3 separate regions of the Mus musculus genome follow, and regions 1 and 2 are each linked to region 3. The links are chromatin contacts, called in public HiChIP or PLAC-seq and promoter capture Hi-C maps. All regions are on one chromosome and are shown on one strand. The core of a region is the stretch at or near the end of the contact, and the rest is flanking DNA. Distances in the headings are between cores, read along the strand shown. Region 1 overlaps 2900026A02Rik (RIKEN cDNA 2900026A02 gene). Region 2 overlaps 2900026A02Rik (RIKEN cDNA 2900026A02 gene). Region 3 holds the start of Crybb1 (crystallin, beta B1).

Evidence for each region. Promoter capture Hi-C pulls out the DNA fragments that hold promoters and counts their contacts. HiChIP or PLAC-seq counts read pairs in DNA pulled down with a chosen protein or histone mark.
Region 1: a promoter capture Hi-C map of the SN4741 cell line shows a contact between it and region 3, with 2.4 times the contacts expected there. The contact joins the enhancer-like site here to the promoter of Crybb1 in region 3. A contact is called at or near these places in 8 of 39 promoter capture datasets (the C10 cell line, the HPC-7 cell line, HPC-7-derived erythroid cells and 5 more), 1 of 15 datasets of contacts at CTCF or cohesin (large pre-B cells), 1 of 484 Hi-C or Micro-C datasets (large pre-B cells) and 3 of 115 datasets of contacts at active chromatin or transcription factors (large pre-B cells, pancreatic cancer cells and pro-B cells).
Region 2: a FOXA1 HiChIP or PLAC-seq map of pancreatic cancer cells shows a contact between it and region 3. The contact joins the enhancer-like site here to the promoter of Crybb1 in region 3. A contact is called at or near these places in 1 of 39 promoter capture datasets (the C10 cell line), 1 of 484 Hi-C or Micro-C datasets (adipose-derived mesenchymal stem cells), 2 of 115 datasets of contacts at active chromatin or transcription factors (large pre-B cells and pancreatic cancer cells) and 1 of 9 other capture datasets (liver).

Annotation. Positions count from the first base shown.
Region 1 is chr5:113,105,166-113,109,016 of GRCm38.p6, reverse strand. All of the region lies in intron 6 of 2900026A02Rik (RIKEN cDNA 2900026A02 gene), which reads left to right. Among named protein-coding and RNA genes, the nearest start is that of Crybb3, 26 kb to the right of the region's middle. Within about 2 kb of position 2,151, at least 25 of the 459 cell types and tissues checked have an H3K27ac peak or open chromatin away from gene starts, as enhancers often do. A contact at or near this core is called in the SN4741 cell line, where this site is marked.
Region 2 is chr5:113,156,216-113,160,309 of GRCm38.p6, reverse strand. All of the region lies in intron 6 of 2900026A02Rik (RIKEN cDNA 2900026A02 gene), which reads left to right. Among named protein-coding and RNA genes, the nearest start is that of Gm42161, 13 kb to the right of the region's middle. Within about 2 kb of position 2,594, at least 99 of the 459 cell types and tissues checked have an H3K27ac peak or open chromatin away from gene starts, as enhancers often do. A contact at or near this core is called in adipose-derived mesenchymal stem cells and pancreatic cancer cells, where this site is marked.
Region 3 is chr5:112,253,096-112,257,088 of GRCm38.p6, reverse strand. It overlaps Crybb1 (crystallin, beta B1), which reads right to left and starts at 1,269. Exons shown (of 6, transcript NM_023695.3): 1 at 1,242-1,269. It also overlaps a transcript of Cryba4 not described here.

The DNA.
Region 1 (3,851 bases), core at 902-3,401, 850 kb before region 3:
TTTTTTGTTTTTTTGAGACAGGGTTTCCCTGTGTAGCCCTGACTGTCCTGGAACTCACTTTGTAGACCAGGCTGGCCTCGAACTCAGAAATCCACCTGCCTTTGCCTCTCGAGTGCTGGGAATTAAGGCGTGCGCCACCATGCCTGGCCCTCTTCTTTTTAAAGATTTATTTTTAATCCTGTGTGTGTACACATGTGTGCAGGTGCCCTTGGAGACCAGGAGGGGGCATCAGATTCCCTGGGGCTGGAGGTACAGGTGGTTGTGAACTATCTGACGTGCCATGAATTTAACCCATGTTAATTCATGGGTTAAATGAATTAGAGCAAGAGCAGCAAACTCTCTCCAGGCCAAACTTAACACTTCTTGATGAATCAGACTCCAGCGGGTGTGGTCTCCCACTCGTGGGCTCTTGTGGACTTTCCCTTGTTGGAGGCCAAGCCGGGCTGGGACCTACAGTGGCTGAGGTGTGTTCATGGTATTTTCCACTTCAGAAGTTTTCTTGAGCTGCACTCATGTCTCAGGATGTAGCCCTGATGTAAGCCGAGAGAGCTTTTATACTCTTATCTGACACACAGAGCAGAGCACAGGCCCCAGGGGTTCTCTGGGCCCCAGCCTCCTAGCCCAGCTGTCACCTCCCTTTTTAGCTTTCCCGAAAGCTTGATCCACACACACCCAATCCCGAAACCAAAGCCTTCTCCTGCAGACCAGCTGTCTGGTGTGTTCCTATCACTTGAGGAAAAGTTGTCCCAAGGAGACGGAGACAGGGTGTCTCTGCCAGAGCCATCTCGCCACACAGCCCTTGTGTTGTATCGATGGCTTCCTGCAGTGCAGATCCGAAGCCCATACTCATTCTCATTCTCTCTCTCTCTTTTGGTTTTCGAGACAGGGTTTCTCTGTGTGGCCTTGGCTGTTCTGGAACTCACTCAGTAGACCTCAGAAATCCGCCTGCCTCTGCCCCCCCCCCCCCAGTGCTGAGATTAAAGGCCCATATTCTTTGACAAGGTCTTCGCCTGCTGCCATTATGGAGGGGTGGGGGCCTGACCGGGCAGTGTTGGGGCCCTAAGGGACCTGTTGGGCCTTAGCTGAATGGTGAACCTGTTAGCATGCTGTTACAGTGTTTGGTAAGAGGTCTGGGCAGTTGGCCAAAAGACATGAGCACCATGTCTTGTACTGGACTCTGCTTGTCACTGCCCAAATGTGTGTACAAGCCCTGGACAGATATTTAAGAGACTCCCAGAACCCTGAGCACCCCACAACCCCTTTTCCAGATGGGGAAACTGAGGTTACAGAGGGTTGTTCCAGCTCACAACTGGCAGAGCTGGCTTCATCCAGGGCCGCTGGATTACAGAATCTTGCTCAGAACAGTTAGCTTGCTCCACACACAAGGGTAGGGACAAGTCTGGCCCAAGTCTGCAGTGCAAAAGGTTGAGGTTTGAGCTGCTCACGGCCAGCCCCAATTAGCCCATCTACTGAGTGTTTGTGAATCCGGATTTGGCTCGAGCCCCCAGGCATGGGCATTTTCTCCTCCTTTGAAGCTGCACATGGCTACTGAGATCTGCTGACTTGCTAGGAGAGGAAGCTGAGGCTCGGAGAAGGGCAGTGTGTAGCTAGCTGGAGGTCTAGGATGGGAGCCTAGTACTCATGGGTGTGTGGGCGCATCCAGATCCCTGAGGCTCAGGCACCCAAACTTCTGTCCCGAGTGTGCCTCTGTATCCCTCCTGCCCGGCTGCAGCTTGTCCAGGTGTCTGTCTCTTTCCTCCCTTCCTCCCTTCCTCCCTTCCACCCTTTTACTGAGTACTCCCACTGAGTACTCTTACTGAGTACTCCCACTAACTACTCTCACTCTGCTTGGCCCTTGCTCTGAGAAGTTGCTGCTGAGGCCTGGCTGCCTCAGAGCCAGAAAAACTAGGAATGCACTCAGCCCCTGGCATCCATCAAACCTGGGCTCACACTCCAGTCCTACTGTTTCCTAGACATGTGGGTGATCTGGAGCCTGTGGAGTCCCTTCTCTGGGGCTCCGTCTCCTCCCCTGTGAAATAGGTTCATGCAGAGTCCTACATCACAGGTCCACTGGGATGAGTAATGAGTGTGACCGTTGTGTTCCCAGGCTGACCTGGGCACCGGAGGGGATGTTGCTCTGGAGTAATGGGACAGAGTGGGTGTTCCCATTGCCAGTTAGGTCCATGACTGCACGATTCCGCACACAGCTAGGGTGTAGAGTGGCAGGGGAGGGGCAGGCTTCTCGAATTCCTTGAAACTGCACTGTCACCTGCAGCCGCTTGACTCAGGGCCCTTTCTTAGGAAATGTGTCAGACACTTAAGTACATGCAGGCCCCGAGTTCTCCTATTCCTCCTCCACAGTATCAGCTTCCCTGGTTTGGAAACTCTTCCCTAGTTTTTAAAATATATATGCATATGTGTATATGTATATGATGTTTGTGTGTGTATATATGTGTACAATATATGAGTATATGTATGTATATGGTGTATATGTGTGTATGTATATGATGTATGTATGTGTTTATGTATATGATGTATGTATATGTGTGTATGTATATGTATGTGTGTATGTGCATATGATATATGTATATATGCATACATATATGTATAATATGTATGTGTGCATATATATCATGTGTGTATGTATATACATGTGTATATGTTTGTGTATGTATATGTATGTGTGTATGTGCATATGATATATGTATATATGTATACATATATGTATAATATGTATGTGTGCATATATATCATGTGTGTATGTATATACATGTGTATATATTTGTGTATGTATATGTATATAACATGTGTGCATGTATGTGTATATATGTATGTGTATATGTATATAATGTACGTGTATATGTATATATGTGTATGCGTATGTGTATGTGTGTGTGTATATATATATATATATATATAGGATGTAGATGTGTGTATGTGTATGTATGCATTTCCAGAGACATGTATCCCCAACGTATTTACTCAGCAACTACTACAGGCCTGGCAGTTCCCCAAGGGCTTGGGCTGTGGATCTGGAGTCAGCAAAGCACTGCCTCGGGGCACATGCAGTCTTGCCAGCCTCCTGCTTGTAATGGAGTTTCACGACACTTATCAGGGGTGCTCATCTACTTACTTGATGTATCAGTCACTTCACTGTCACTGACAGAATACCCAAGCAAGGCAGCCTGAAGCTCACGGCTGGAGCCCATCATGGCTGCAAGGCCTGGCAGCAGGAGGGTGAGGTCACATGGCTCCCACAGTCAGGAAGGAGGGAGAGATGGATGCTGGTGCTCAGCTCACTCACTCCTCTCTATTCAGTCTGGGAGCCCAGCCCAGACATGCCCACAGGTGTCTCTCCTGGGTGATCCTACATCCTGCCAAGTTGACAGTTTGTACAACAGGACAGCAGGAAGGAGTCAGATTTGCTTTACCCAGTTTCATCTCAGATTCATCCACAAAGTGAAACCCCAAGCACACATGCGTGCTAAGTCAAGTTGCGGTCTGTAAGGGGCGATCCCACTCTTAGCACAGCTGTGAGCCAATTTGCCATGGAACCTATATGTTTTGTTTGCTGACACCTACATGTATTAGTTTCTTTAGACAAGATACGTTTCTGGCATACGATCCTTGGAACCCTTCAGGCACATCTTTCCGTGATGGCAAATGTTCTGTATGCATGTCATTTTTACCACACAGCGTGGACTCTGGATTCCATGGTTCACGCCCCTTCTTGGTTTAGGCTGTTGTTCATGTTTTGCAATGACAGTGAATCCTGCTGGGAGCGGCTGTGTTCGGGAACCTGGCAAGCGTGCTTGCTTGACTCCCTGAGATGAACTTCTGCCACTAACCCT
Region 2 (4,094 bases), core at 1,345-3,844, 900 kb before region 3:
GGGACTCAGCTGGCTTGTCTGGCACACGTGCAGTCAGCTCTGGGTTCCCTCCCCAGCACTGTACAAGCCGTATGTGGCCTTGGTGACACGCACCCCTGAGCTCAGCTGGGGAGGACAGGAGGATTAGGAGTTCAAAGTCATCCTCAGGTACATAGCAAGTTAGAGGCCAGCCTGAGCTACATGACATAGCTCCCTCTATTCCCTCTGTCCCCTTCCAAGCAAGCAGGGGATCATCTGTATGAGCTCACTGCTGTGAAACTCCAGACTGGATTCTGAGCTCTGGGAGGCCTAACTTGCCCTCCTGGGGATGCTTGACAGTCTGTCTGGAGATATTTTTGGTTGCCTTAACTGGGGGTGGAGGGTGGGGACTGGTACTTGTGGTATGTTGTGGATAGAGGCCAAGGGTGCTGCTCGATGCTGTACAAGGTGGGGCAGCCTCCTTCCAATCCCTTAGCACCATCAGGACCAGTCATGACCAACACATCAAGGGAAATGCTGAGGGGAGGACTCATCAATGAAGATAGGGGAGGATTGACTCATGGGTAGCTGAAGGGAGGACTCAAGGGTAGCTGAGGGGAGGACTCCTGGGAAGCTGAAGGGAGGACTCATGGGAGGACTGCTCCATTCAAAGGCTATGTTTCCCCATGGCATCTCTAGCAGGATCCCAGTCTGCACTTTACTGTTTACTGTTTTATGTGGGAATCCACAACAGGGCCTCACAACCGCCCACTGACCAAGTGAGTCCTGGTTGTGAGCTCACATGCTCTTGTGTGTGCTCACTGACATGGGCAGTCACATCTTTAAAGTGCTCGTGTTAGGCCGGGAGGGGGGGGGGTGAGCCTGTGTCATCCCTGCCTCTCAGGAGGCTGAGGCAGGAGGATCAAAAGTTCAAGGCTTGCTGGGGCCACAGAGTGAGTTCAAGCCTCAGTAACTCAGTTTCTGTCTCAAAACTGAAAATGTGGAGGAGAGGGTTGTGGATTTGGCTCAGGAGAAGAGCTCGTGCCCAACATCCATGAGGCCTGGGTTCCATCCTGGTACCACAGACAGACATCTCAGTAAGTAAGCGCAGGGTCTGATGGCCGTGCTCCCTCCTGTCCTCGGCCTTGATTAATCACCCAGTCCAGTCCTTCCAGCTTGAGCAGGATTTTGCTCTCTGGTGTTCCCCGTGCCCTTTAACCTCAGCACTCTCAGATCTTTCTCAAGATTTCTCAGTCTTCCTCAGGTCCCCGGGTGGCCTGGCCAGGAGTGGCTATGGCAGATGTCTGCAAAGGGGCCATTTGTAGGGCTGTGGGGCTGTCTGCCTGTGGGTAGCTTCCTGCCTACAGCCTGGTCTTGCACACAGCCCCGGAGATGAGGCCCCCACCCCCACCCCCACCCCCCACCCCCAGCTCCTGGGCCTGCCCTGCATCAGCTGGGAAGTGGGAGGGGATTGAGTTTCTGTCACCCTGTCATTAGTAACCAGAGCTGGTGGCTTCCTCTTCTGGGGCTCTTTGGAGTCACTTAATCTTGCTGATGAGATAAGCCAGGTAGACAGACCCTCCTTGGGTCCGTGTGTCTGCTGCTGGGCGTCTGACTGGACGCTGTAGCCCCTGCTGTTCTTCTGAGCCCTTTCGAAGTCTCCTGGCACGAACCTCATGGGTCTCGTGGGCAACTCAGGCCATCCCCACCCTAGCCACTGTGAGCAGATCTCTGCAGTACCTGCATTTTGCAGCTGAGGGGAACTGAAGCCTGTGAGGTTTGGTATCTTATTCAAGGCCCCCACTGGGACGTGTCAGAGTCAGTATGTAAAGCCCTGGTCCCATTTCAACCACTTCTAGGCACTGAATGGGAACTCAGAGGCTGCCAGGGTTAAGGTGGCGTGGCAAGCTCTGGTGAAGCCCATATGGAGTGCATAAGCTTTCAGGATGACGTAGATGGCACCAGGGACCCCCTGGGTGTTGGTGGGAAGAAGGCCTGGCCTGCAATGTGGCTCTAGCCATTCCTGACGGGGAAGTCACACAACTGCTCTGAATTTCTGCTTCCTTGTCTGTGGCTTGGGCTAGCAATTGTAGGACTGGTTAGGGGCTGGGCTTTGGGGAACAGCCGTGTTCAGATGCACTTTGGAAGAGATGGAACACCCCCCTACCCCCACCCCCCACACACCTCTCACTATTCCTGACCTATCCAGCTTGCGGTGAGGCCTGGGGATGGTCCTCAGTGGGTCCCTCAGCTTGCTCAGGAAGCTGTAGGCCCACAGAGCTGCATGGTGGGAGCCCAGGACAGTAGGAACACAACACATAATAGGGAAACCAAGGCAGCCCATGCTGCAAGGGCCGTGCCTGGTCTGGGGGGCGGGCGGGGTCACTGTCTGTGGAATGCTGGGGACAAGCTGCCCGCTTCCCACTGTGGTGGCCAAGTTTGGCCTGTCCACATTCCACCCCACTAGCAGAGCTTGTTCTTTCGATGGAAAATGTCTAAATGTAGCTGGCTTGGCTCTCATCCCCCCCCCCCGTCCTCCCCCCCCGCAATCCCCCGGCATTCTTGTGAAGTGTTTGCTTAGCCATGGCCCTCTGCAGCCTGTGGCCTCTTCCTGGTGATGACGTCGGTAATAACAGTCTCAGAGAAGCCTGCAAGACGCCCCCCCCCATGGTCTCCACATGTGATTCATCAGTGCTCACAACAGCCCTAAAGTGGATGCTGTCATTGTTATTAAATACATGGAGAAACTGAGGCTCTGGGAGATCCAGTAACTCCTTAATATTCAGGGAGAGGCTGAGCTGGGGTTTGAACCAGGGAGGTATAAAAAAAAGTTAAATTTGGTGACTGTGCCGTTCCACCATGCTGGAAGGGCCATGTGTGGAAGGTCACCTCCGTCATGGCCACGCTGCTCAGTGGGTGCTCAGGAGATGTGAGCACTGTCCATGCATTTGAGTCACAGATGGCCAAGGGCTGCCTGCTGCTTGCTGACAACCCTGGAACATGTTGCTGCTTCTGCCGTGGCCCTGGTCGAGGTTCTGGGTCTCACTTCTTACCCTGCTAAGGCCCCGGTTTAGCCTTGCTCACTGAGGTCTGTGGCTGAAATGGAAGAACTGGCTATTTCCAGTCCTAGCCCTGCACAGAGGTTTAAGCCACAGGACGTGAGTCACTGAGGTTTTCAGATTGGCTAGAGTGTGGGTTTTCAAGTCTGGGTCTCAGGCTTTTGGTCCTGGCTGGTTCACTTCTTAGTGCACCACAGGGGCCTCGGCCCACCCTTCATCTCTAGAACCTCAGTGGTGTTATCTGTAGAATGGGGTTAGTACCTCAGCTTCCTCTTGGGCTTCCTGAGGAGCTGGTGAGGTGGTACAAACAAGGCCCTGTGCACAGTGGGTGCTGGGTAAATGATAGCAGTCACAGTGGGTGCTGGGTAAGTGTTAGCAGTCACAGTGGGTGCTGGGTAAGTGTTAGTCCATGCCAGTGTGAGATTCTTAGGATAGTGTCAGTGCCACCTTGTACTCTGTGTGCGGGCTCCCTCAGCCAGCAGGATGGTCTACTTCAGCCAGTGGGGAGTTGAGCCAAGTCACAGACTTGAGGAAGTTGTGTCAGCAGGTGGGGTGTGCTGTGGAAAGGAAGGCAGAAGGCAGGATACTCAGCTGGGGATGACTGGGCTGGGCCAGGGGAGCCTCCTGAGAAGGTATGAAGGGAAGAGGGCAGCGGGCAAGGCTGGGAGGAAATGAAGCCCTACGAAGGGCCTGTTTGAAAGGAAAGACTGAGGTTAACCCAGAGCTGGTGATGGGAGGGAGTCGGCAGGTTAGCCAGGAGATGCTTGGTGTGTAGCCACTTTGAGGGCATTGCTAGGACCTTGAGGTCACTGGAGCCTCAGGGGAGAACACTCAGTACTGAACTATATACAGTTTGGGCTTTGAAAGGAAGTCTGGCTGCCATGCAAGGAGACAGGAGGTTGTGGGGAGACCCCAGGCCAAACTAAGACAGTCAGGGAGACCACAAGGGGCCCCTGGACATTCAGTATCCTTGAAGTAAAAGCAGTGGACCCTGCTCTGAGGCTCCCACCCCTTGCGCATCCTTCCCATGGTATCCAATCCTAGGAAGAGGCACCCAGAGCCTTTTAATCAGGACAG
Region 3 (3,993 bases), core at 20-2,519:
CCCCACAGCCATCAGCTCTTCCTGGGAGACAGGGCTGAAGCTCTGGGTTCCACCCTGCTCTAGGACAGCCAGTCTCTTCCTGGATGCTGTCCCTTCCCTGCACTGCCTCCTGCCCTCTAGCCTCACACCCTGTTCCTCCCTTCCTGTGCTCTCGTGCTTGGTTAGTTCACCACCACATGTGTGTATAGCATGGCTTTGCTCACCAGTGATGGTTCCCCCTCGGCACCATTGGGCACAGTACTGAACGCCTCACATCTTGACCTTAATGGTGGGACTAGCTGGGATTGGGATATCCCTCTAGAGTCTAGCTGGAGGGAAGGTGCCCTGCAGCCCCACACAGCAGTCAGCTCCCATCTGAGGCAGCAGATGGACAGGCACCTGGGTTACTAGATGTAGCCTTGTAAGCTCGCCTGTCTGCCTCCTTAGCACTTGTCTCCATGCCAGGTGCACAGGAGCTTCTCAGGCAACATCTGTTCAGAGAGCGAATGCCAGTGTGTGCGTGTCCTGAACCTCTCCCAGCCCTCCGCCCCTGGCGTCCTCCGAGGGCAGATGTGGGTGTGCAAAATAGCAGCCTGGCACTCGGGGTTGGAAGGCACAAGGAGAGGGAGTAGGGTGTTTCCATTGCTCCACGCCGGAGCTGTGCCTGTGGGCGTTGGGTGGAGAGGACTCTGGTCAGCTCCAATGCTACCTCAAGGAGCACAGACTTCTGGGTATGGGTCATGCCTGACTGCACTGTCTCCTGGAGGAAATCCACCAAGACTGTGCTGATAATTTACAAGCTACTGGAACTCTTGGGGCCCAGAGCAAGTTCCCTGGGTCCAGGTGGGTTCCCAACATCCTCTCTCTAGCTGGGATGAGCACACTCCTCCCAGGCTTCCTCAGGAAGACTGGATGCTCGGCTACCCACACATCTGGACCACATCTGGGGGTTTCAGCCACCCTCAACCTGTCTCTATTCTGGGAAACTCTTCCCAGAGGCTGTGCTCCTTTCCCAGCCATGTGTCCGTCTCCCTCCCTCTCTTGGTGAGGACCATTGCTTTCCTCTCTACCTCCCTGTAGCCCAGGCTAGCCTCCAACTCTCAGCAATCTTCCTGCCCCAGTCTCCAGAGTGCTAACTAGACAAGTATGCACCAGCAACCTTTCTGGGTTTGGCTTTCAGCCTGGCTCTGTCTTCGTCAGCTGCCCCACCTCTGTTTCTGTCCTCCTCTCAGTTCTCTGGTGGTGTGGCAGTCCCCTCTTACCTGTATTGGTGGACAGGCGGGTGCTGTGAGTGCCTCAGGGCCAACCCCCCATTTTATAGCCTGGCAGACATCAGGGTCTATAGTGTAGCACAAAGAGGCAGCTGGGTCAGCAAACCTGGATGGGGCCCATGGCCGGCTCTGCCCCATTACTGCCCAGGCTAGCATTTTCTATTGTTGGCCTGGAACACAGAGAAACCCTGGCCCTAACCCTGCTCTGACTGCTCTCTCTATTTCCCTGGCTGGAGACAGGCCCAGGGCCTTGCTGGCTGCCAGCCTAGACTAGGGAAGGGGGATGGGGGAGGAGGTGACCTGGGATAGAAACCGGCCTCAGTCAGGCTGCTTCACCCACCGTATGGCTTCTCTACCTCTAGGGGGTCTCAGTTTACAGGTACAGTTGACAATTCTCCCTGTGGATGCTGCCCAGAACTGAAGACAACATTGAACATGTTTTATAAGGGCAAGAAACGGGTTTTCAGTCCACAGGCCCGGTCCTGAGTGCTTCTGTGTGTTTGCAGCCTCTGGGGCTTTGCAGCACACCTGCCCTATCCAGATCCTTGCTGCACCCATTTCTTGGATGAGGAAGGCTGGGTGCAGAGGCCAGTACTGACCATGGCAAGCAGGAAGGCTCTGGCTATCCAGCCTTGGCCCTGACTGAGGCTTGCCTGAATTCCCTGTTCTAGGGTGGTGGGGTAGGGCTGGGTCTCAGGCTCAAGGGCTTAGCATTCAAGGCTTGGGTCCTTCTTAACTGCCCATCAGCTCCCACTGTCTGACAGCAGGGGATGCTGCCCAGGGTCAGGAACACGGAGACTCTGGGCAGCCTCACATCCCACTGTACCTGACCGGGCCAAGGGCCAGCATTTCACCCAGGACCTGGACCCTGGCAGGTTCCTGATAGTCTACTGGAGAGGGTAGGGACATCTGAGATGCAAAGGGAGGGGGTGATAGAGAGAAAGGTTTTTCAGAAGATGAAGGGAGGAGTCGATAAACGGACAGGGAGGAGAGAGCCCAGGGCAAAGGAGAAAACAGAACAGCCAGGACCGCCAAGCATCTTAGTGGACAAGTGAACGCCAGATGACCCACCATTTCCCCAGAGAAACTGAAACCCACACAGAACAGGAAGCTTCAACCTTGTTCCACAGTGTGAACCCCAAGTGGAGTGGAGCTGGAATCTGGCCAGGCCAGGCCACCTGCATTCTGTGTCGCCAACCCCAGTAGGAGTGCAGCCATCTGAGAAACCCTTCTCTGGGGAACCCAGGACCCCCTGTGGGGCCTATCTCTACTTTGTGGTCACCCTGGCCTAGGACCAGTGATGGCCCTGTCCCTCTACCCATGAGCCCTCTCCCTGCTGGCCTCCTCTGTGCCTTTCATCCTGGGCCAAGGCCTTGAAGGGCAAGCTGGGAACCACAGGAGAGGCCAACCACTGGGACTCAGGCCAAGGTGCCTGCGGTGGGGGCCACCCACAGATCTTGCCTCAAGGGCAGGCATCTGGGGCAGTTTTGTCCCCCGTCGTACCCCGACCCTCCTAGCGATGGGCAGCTTGCCAAAGGTTTGGGGAGATGGGAACAGCTTCCCTTGCCAGGCAGCTCTTCAGATCAGCTATTTATAGACGAGAAAGTGGGGTGGCTCCTTTGTCCCCTTCTGGCCCTGTTACCCATATTTTATTTCTTTTTAATATATTGAGACAGGGTCTCATGTAGCCCAGGCTGGCCTCAAGCTCTCTACGTAGCTGAGGCTAGACTCCCTGCTTCCACATGCCAGGTGCTGGGATTACAAGTGTACACCACCACATTGCTCTGTGGACTCTGTCCCTTCCCACATCTCTCATTCCAGACTCTGTGAGCTCTTGCTTTTGGGGAACTGCCATTCATAATAATACTATATTTTATGGCTGTCCAGGATGGCAAACATGGCCAAGACCCAGGTAATTCCCTTTGTTCTTAGAACAGGTACAGGCACTCTTCATCAGGAACATATTTATCATATTTATGTTCATAGCATCCTGTGCTTTCAGGCTAACCATTAAAGTTTGTGTGTGTGAGAGAGAGAGAGAGTGAGAGTGTGTGTGAGTGTGTGAGAGTGTGTGAGAGAGTATGTGAGTGTGTGTGTGTGAGTGTGTGTGAGACTGTGTGAGTGTATGAGTGTGTGAGAGTGTGAGGGTGTGAGAGAGCATGTGTGTGTGTGTGTGTGTGTGTGCACTCACATGGAGGTCAGAAGGTCAGAGGGTAACTTTCAGGAGTCAGTTCTCCCTACTACCCTGTGGTCCTGAGGATTAAAGTCAGGCTTGGAGGTACCCCACTGAGCTTTGTCTTTTTTATTTCACAGCACAACTGAGGCTTAGAGGCATTCACTGGGAACCTGCTCAAAAGTAATTAGCCCCCAGGCACGGGATGCAGACACAGGCTACTGGCTGTGGAGACTGCACCGGTCCACCCTTCCGGTCCACCCTTCGCCACGCCCTGAACGTGAGACAACTGTTCTGACATCCCAGGAAGGAAGAGATGTTGCTATTTTCCTGGCCATCAAAGGACTCGCTCTTTATCTGGGTCACCCAGTAGCAAGGCTGAGTTTTACCACAAGCCGCTCCTGCCATGCTACCCTCTCCTGCAACAGGACCCCTCAGAGGCAGGGATCAGGGGATTCCATATGCTTTGGGTGCTTATCTGGCATGCACTGCTTTGGGAAGCATGCTAGCAAGCTGCAGCGCCCCCCCCCCCCCCGCCCCGCCCTTTGCTTCTGCATGCACAGCCCTGGA